Linked DNA regions of Oryctolagus cuniculus: region 1 is linked to region 2. The links are chromatin contacts, called in public Micro-C maps. All regions are on one chromosome and are shown on one strand. The core of a region is the stretch at or near the end of the contact, and the rest is flanking DNA. Distances in the headings are between cores, read along the strand shown. Region 1 holds the start of TEX9 (testis expressed 9). Region 2 holds the start of RFX7 (regulatory factor X7).

Region 1 (3,540 bases), core at 708-3,207, 150 kb after region 2:
AGGCGCATCCAGCAGGCAGCTGGATCAGAAGGGAGAGAGCAAGAGAGAGGGGGGCCTTTTAATTCTTCCATCTGCTGGTTCACTCCCCAAATGGCAGCAATGGCCAGGGCTGGGTCAGGCTGAAGCCAGGAGCTAGGAGCCAGGACCAGGAGCCAGGAGCTTCTTCCTGATCTCCTACTTGGGTACAGGGGCCCAAGGATCTGGACCATCTTCCGCTGCTTGCCCAGGCCATTAGCAAGGAGCTGGATTGGAAGTGAGGCATCCGGGACTCCAGCCAGCGCTCATATGGGATGCCAGCATCGTAGGTGGCAGCTTTACTCTTTATGCCACAATGCCAGCCTCAGTAATTTTATGTATAAACTTTAAAGAAAACTTTTTACATTCTCTCCAACAGAATATGATGGTTTGAATTCCTCTACTTCCTCCCCCACTCTTTTATTTGTCCATCCTTTTGATTATAGCCTGCCTGGTGGGTGTGAAGTAGTATTTCATGGAGGTTTTATTTTTCATTTCTGTGAAGACTGAATATATAGAACCTGTTCTGTTTATCTGTTGAGTATCTTTGGAGAAATTACTATCAAAGATCCTTTACCCATATTTGATTTGGCTTTCTGCATTTTTACTTTTGAAGTTCAATAATTCTTTATATAGTTTAGACATAAGCCTCTTCCAGATACATAATCTGTAAAATTCTCCTTGTGTTTTTATTGCAATTTTTTGAAACAAAAATGCTTATTTTGATGATCTCCAGTTTATCCGTTATTCTTTCGTCACTTTTCATTTGTGGTTTTGGTGTTACATTCAAGAATCCACCACCTAATTCAAGAGCATGAAGATTTACACCTATGATTTCTTTGAAGAGCTTTATAGTTTAAGCTTTGAAGTTTAGGTCTTTGTTCCATTTTAATATTTGCACATGGTGGGGCCGGTGCTGTGGCATAGCAGGTAAAGCTGCCACTTGCAGTGCCGGCATCCCATATGGGTGTCAGTTCAAGTCCTAGATGTTCCACTTCCGATTCGGCTCTGTTATGGCCTGGGAAAGCAGTGGAAGATGGCCCAGGTCCTTGGGCCCTTGCATCCACATGGGAGACTTGGAGGAGGCTCCTGGCTCCTGGCTCCGGATATGCTCAGCTCTGGCCACTGGGGCCATCTGGGGAGTGAACCAGAAGATGTAAGACCTCTCTTTCTCTCTCTCTCTCTCTCTCTCTGCCTCTGCCTTTCTGTAAATCTGCCTTTCAAATAAATGAATAAATCTTTTTAAAAACTTGTGCATGGTATAAGGTAAGGTCCAATCCATTCTTTTGCATGTGGATATCCAACTGTTGTCCATTTGTGGTCGAGTACTCTTAGCCCACTGAATGTCCGACTACCCTGGTGATCAGTTGCTCGTTCATGTGAAGGCTTATTTCTGGACTCTCAATTTGACTCCGGAATAACCGGCACCGGGGACTTTTTACGGTGTTCCCTGATTCTCAGGCTGATATCATTTATGCCTCAGACTAACCCTGTGAACTGGGCACTACTCTTCCTCCCATTTCACAGATGAGGCAGCTGAGGTAACAGAGGGATTTCCCACGGCGGTACTTAGCAGCAGAACCAGAATATGAACTTAGGCCGACCGATTTGACAGCCCGAGCTCCTCCCGCTCTGAATAAACGTTAGAAATCAGAACTTGAGAAAAGAATGCATTTTACATAAAGGGGCTTAGGCTCACATTGGCCACGAATGGTTGGGAAAGCACAACAGGGTAGGGCGTCACTCGCCTGCTTGCTATGGAGTATTAGAAACAGACCTGCGTTCTTTGGCTGGAGCCCTTTCACCCCTATTCGAGAATACACTCGGGCTTTAGTCAAAGCACTACATCGGCTTCTCCGGTTCCCGGACCGGCCGGGTGGAGCTGGATCGAACCGCCGAACCGCCGAGCCGCCGCGCCCACTGCCCCGCCCCCGGGCTCGGCCCCAACGCTCGCGCCGAGCGCCCGGGGAGAGGGAAGGGACCTCCCGCCCCTGCGGGATGCGGAACCTCTCGCGGGAAGATGCGTCGTTGCCTCGGTAACCGCGTCGTGGCCGCGAAAGATGGCGGGGCGAAGTCTTGGTCGGAGGGTCAGTTCACCCCCAGCCTCCAGGGGGTGGCGGTTGGGCCCTCCGCGGCAGGGAGGCCTAATAACTCAGTTGATCTCCAGGTCTGAAAGGCTCTGCCTCTTTTACAGGGACGCAGCGTTCCCGGGACGCCGCTCCCGTCGCGCGTGCGGCAGCCTGCGGCTCCCCGACGGGACCTCCTCGCCCAGGAGGAAGAATATAAGTAAGACACTTGGAAGTTGAGCCTTTTTTCTCTCTCTGACGAGCACTTTTCCGGGAGACTGGCCGCGTCTTTGGGGTTGCTCCCCCGGGTAGCGTTGCTTTCCCAGCATCCCGCCCCCCCTGGCCGCCGTGGTTCCTCGCTTGCCTCTCAGAAGATACTTGAAGGGGGCGAAAGTCTTGCTCAAGGAGACGTGTTCTTTAGCTAGATGACACTGTTGAAAGCATTCGGATAGCAGGAGCCGCCACGGCCACTTTCGGTTCCTGGTTTCGCGTAACTTCCAGGGCCTGGAGTCGACGTGAGGTGCATTTCTCTGGAGGTTGAAAGCACGTTTCTCCGTGCGGCTGGAAGTACCGTTCTCATCCTCCGTTGTCACACAGAAGCCCGGGCACTCTGGTTAATTTGAGCATGTCGTTCCTCTGCGTGAAAAGCCGCACTGGTTTCCTGTCGCGCTTCAGAAACTGACGCATCCGGCTCCTGCCTATGCTTTTATTTGATCTTGTGCCCGCGCCTCTATGTGTGTGTTTGTTTTCTATTAACTTTTCCAATCTTGGTGGCCTTTTAGTTCTGAAAACTTTTTCCTTCTCTTCCTTGAGGATGATCACACCTGCTTTCCACCTTGATTACGTTAAATACTAGGCTATGTGTTGTTTGTTGTTGCTATCTTTCGAGTTTTTCTTTTGTAATTAGTATAATTTGTTAGAGTCAATTCATTGGTTTTAGATTTTGTGTCTCTTCTACTAAAGGACAGTTCCACAAGGGCAGAGACCATGTTTGTTTTATTTGCCATCTGACATTCTTATGGAAGCATATTTTAGCAACCCCTTCTTTTTAATTAAAACTAGAATAACTGTGGTGCCAAAGGCTACGTCACTGGCTGCAGTGCCAGCATCCTGTAAGATCCCCAATTGGAGTCCTGGCTGCTCGACTTCTGATCCAGCTCCCTGCTAATGCACCTGGGAAGCAGCAGAGGATGGCCCAAGTACTTAGGCCCCTGCACCCTCGTGGGAGTCCCAGATGGGATTCTAGGCTCCTGGCTGAGCGCTGGCCTCTGCAGCCATTTGTGGCGTGAACCAGCAGATGGAAGATACTTCTCTAACTCTCCCTTTGAAATAATAATAAAAAAAACATTTAAAATTTGGAAAACAATCTGGCAATTCTTCAGAGTGTTAAATAGTTACTATCATATATGTAAAATCAAAGCATATTTAAAATTAATACTGAAGGGGGCCGACGCCATGT
Region 2 (3,423 bases), core at 148-2,647:
ACCGCGGGAGAGGCATGGCGGCGCCCCTCAGCCCCCCGCCGCCGCCGCCTTCTCCCGTCAGCGGCCGGGGCTGGGGGGGGTTGAGGAGGGGGCGTCTGACGACGAGGTGCGGGGGGCAGGTTGCCCCCAAAATCCAACGAGAACGGCTGATCAGGGACTCCACGGCCCAGCCTTCCTTCCTTGCCCCGGGGCTTTCTACTCCGGGTTCCCCGCGCCGCTGCAGCCCCAGGCTCTGCTCCACGCCACTCCCCACGCCGCCGCCGCCGCCGCCGCCGCTCGCTCCCGGCCCCGCCGCCGCCGCCGCCGCCGCCGCCGCCGCGGCCGCTGCTGCCCTGCCAGCCCCGGAGGCAGCCCAGTGCGCGCAGCCGCACTGCGGCCCGGCGCAGACGGCACAACACCTACCGCTCCGCCCGGGGAGGGGGGGTGGGGGGGCGTGGACGAGGGTGTGCGGGTTACGGACGCGGGGGGCTGGGAGGGGGGCACACGGGTGCGGAGGGCGGGCGCGGGCCGGCGCGGCCGAGAAGCGCGCGCCGCCGGGGGCAGAGAGGGGACCGGCCCAGCTGGTGGCGGAGGCCGGGATAGCGTGGGGGAGGTGCCGGCGAGAGAAAGAGAACTTGCGCGAGGAGGAGGAGGAAGAGGAGGTGGAGAAACCACATTTAATGATATTTGGCGTGGAAATGGGATTTTTTTTGGGGGGTGGGGTGGGGGGGAGAACGTATCTTGGAAGCGGGTCAAGTGAAATTCATCAACGTGAGCCCCCCTCCCCTCGACCAGGAGGATGACTTCCTGCCTCCGCAAATGAAGGCAGGTAAGAGGCTAAGCTGACTTTGCAGAAGCCCCCAGCGCTGAGGACCCGTTGGAATCCACCACCCTCGAGGTAATTCGGTCTTGAACGGAAGTCGCAAGACGGGAGCTGGGTTGAGTGCTCCTCGGTCGGGCATTCAAAGCCCTCCAAATCTGGCCCCACTTTAGCTATCCAATCATAGCTCCCTTCATCCCCCTGCAAGAACTCCGGGCTCCAATCAGGCCAGTCTCCATGCCATCCTCAGCGCGCAGCAGATGCATTCTTCCTTCGTGCCTTTGCTCATGCGGTTCCCCTGCACCTCCCCACCCCACCCCCTTTCCAGGAATGCCCTCCCTCCTCCTTTATACGGCTCCCAATTCAACCCAGGCTCCAAGGCATAGGCTCAAGTCGCGGCTTGTCAGGGTCCCTGGCAGCCAAGGCCCCTGCCTGGCTCTGAGAGAAACGCGTGCAATACTCACAACAACATGGAGGCTTAGGCTTCAGCCAGCAGCTCCGTCCTTTGGAGCCAGTTAAACCCCCTCCCTCCCCGCCGACACACACACACACACACAGGCTCTGCACCACTCCCCCTTTTCCATTCATACTGAACAGCTTTGCCCTCTGCCACAAACGAGCCAGTCCCCTTTAAGAGCACAAGGATTGGCTGTTCTAGGTAGGGCTGGTCAGGGAGGCCTAAGCCGCCTGGGTGTAGAAGACAACAGCCAAGGCCCTGGCACCAGATGCAACAGCTGCTCGGCTCACGCTGACCTTTCTCTGGGCCTGTGGGTGTTAGGAGCCCTTCAGCTTGAAGAGTTTCTATCAGGTTTCTACCTGTCAGATTTCCTGGCCACTTTCCTGTTGTGCATGGACTTTGGGCTGTGAGGCCCTGTCACCCTTTAGATTCCCAGTGGATGGTGAATCTGATTGGCATGAGTGGCTTGGCCTTTGAGTGCTCAGTTCCCTGCCTTGGCCTGAAACCCTCTTGCTTTTGTGCACGGTGCCCTCGGGCCTGGTTCACAGACTTCAAGCCCAGACTTACCCTGAATACTTGCACATGGTGAGGATGGGGTGGGAGAGGGACACCTGTGTATCACACACAGCTCCTCTGTGAGGATCCAGGACTCTGGGATTCTTTTGTACTCTAAATACCCATTGCACTGATTGCATCACACAAATGAACCCCCTTTTCCATAACCTGAGGTCACTATTAGCTTAACCACTTTAGTAAACTATAGGTTATTAAGGGGATTCATTTCACTTAGGTGCCCTCTGTAAAGACAGGATTTTTCTGGACCAAACTGACAGACATGGTGTGCACTGTACAGAAGCTTTGAAGAAGCATAGAGGTAGCTGCCATTCATTGAACATGTTCAGTGTGTCCACCTAGCACTTGCCATACATTATCATGGTAATTCCTCCCCAAAATTATATGTACAGATTATTATTCCCCATCTTACAGATAAAACAAGATCAGAGGCTAGATAATATTCTGAAGTTAGTGCAAGGAGCCAGGATTTGATCCTGAAAGTTTAATTTCAGAACCTGCAAACCATGCTACAACTTGGGTTATATTGAAAACCCTTGAATGTTTATCTATGAGCTCTATATCCATGGGGAAGATGGAGGAAGTAAAAAGTTACCAACTTCCTAGGTTCTACTTTCTTAACTTGCCAAGAGAGAATGGTGGCCCTATGTTGCCACATCCTAGGAAGGGCCGATAGGGAGTGGGAAACTCATGGAAGGAAGCCGACTGAGATCTGCTTAGGTCCTTAGAAAAACGCAGCTGACAACCAAGACTCTACAGTCCCCTACCTGGTATTACATGGGCTGGCTTCCTGAGTGCAACTCTTTGAGTTTTTAGCATAAAAAAACCATGTTTCCCCCAGCAACCACTAGAGGGCTCAGCAGAACTGCAACCCTAAGCCGCCCTCTACCGACGGTGCTGATGAGAGGGGTGTGTGTGGAGGCCTTTGGGCCTTTAGGACCTAACGTGCCCCTGAAGAAGACATGAGAATTCCTGGGTCACCCAGTAATGAGAGAGTAGCAGATAGTATCAGGCTGAAGAGACCTTATTGCCTGTCCTGGGGGTAGGGGGAGGTCAGCCCCCACTGCCCACTTGTGAAATGTGTTTTATTACTGTCTTCAGAGAAGGCTGTGAATAAAATTATGCCACTGAGAAAACTGAAGAAAAAAAAATGGATGACGTTACCCAGAATTTTGGGTAGAGCCTCAGGCCTTACCCAGAGACCCTCTGTAAGGGCAAGAGGGTAGCCATGTGCTCCTCAAATTGTGTGTAAACGTCTCTCAGTAAACACTGTGCTGAGGACCCAGAATCACCCAGAATCAACGTGGCTTGTTTTCTCAGAGCTTCAGTTTGACTCACTGGGAGGTAGTGTAAATCATTATAGGAAGCATGTATTTTTAAGATAACTGGCCAGATTTGGAGCTTGTATTTCTCAGCCCTAGGGAGTATAAGTTAATTTTCCCAGTGGAAAATTTTAAGGAACACTAGTGTGGTTGGGAAAGAAACACTCTCATCTCAGAATCAGAAGTCCTGGAAATTAAAATCTTCTGTTTCCATCTCTATAAAAATGAAAATAATGACCTACCTCAGAGGGTTATAGTAAGAAATAGCATAT

The links. A called contact is a pair of places that touch in the nucleus more often than the background predicts.
Region 1: a Micro-C map of ear pinna shows a contact between it and region 2, with 4 times the contacts expected there. The contact joins the promoter of TEX9 here to the promoter of RFX7 in region 2. A contact is called at or near these places in 2 of 6 Hi-C or Micro-C datasets (ear pinna and an unstated tissue).

What each region holds. Positions count from the first base shown.
Region 1 is chr12:79,061,565-79,065,104 of mOryCun1.1, forward strand. It overlaps TEX9 (testis expressed 9), which reads left to right and starts at 1,958. Exons shown (of 12, transcript XM_002717709.4): 1 at 1,958-2,102; 2 at 2,210-2,301. The coding sequence starts at 2,076.
Region 2 is chr12:78,907,728-78,911,150 of mOryCun1.1, forward strand. RFX7 (regulatory factor X7) reads right to left here and starts at 1,398. Exons shown (of 10, transcript XM_070054229.1): 1 at 1,264-1,398. The coding sequence starts at 1,387. It overlaps LOC138844690 (a long non-coding RNA gene), which reads left to right and starts at 420. Exons shown (of 4, transcript XR_011380915.1): 1 at 420-877.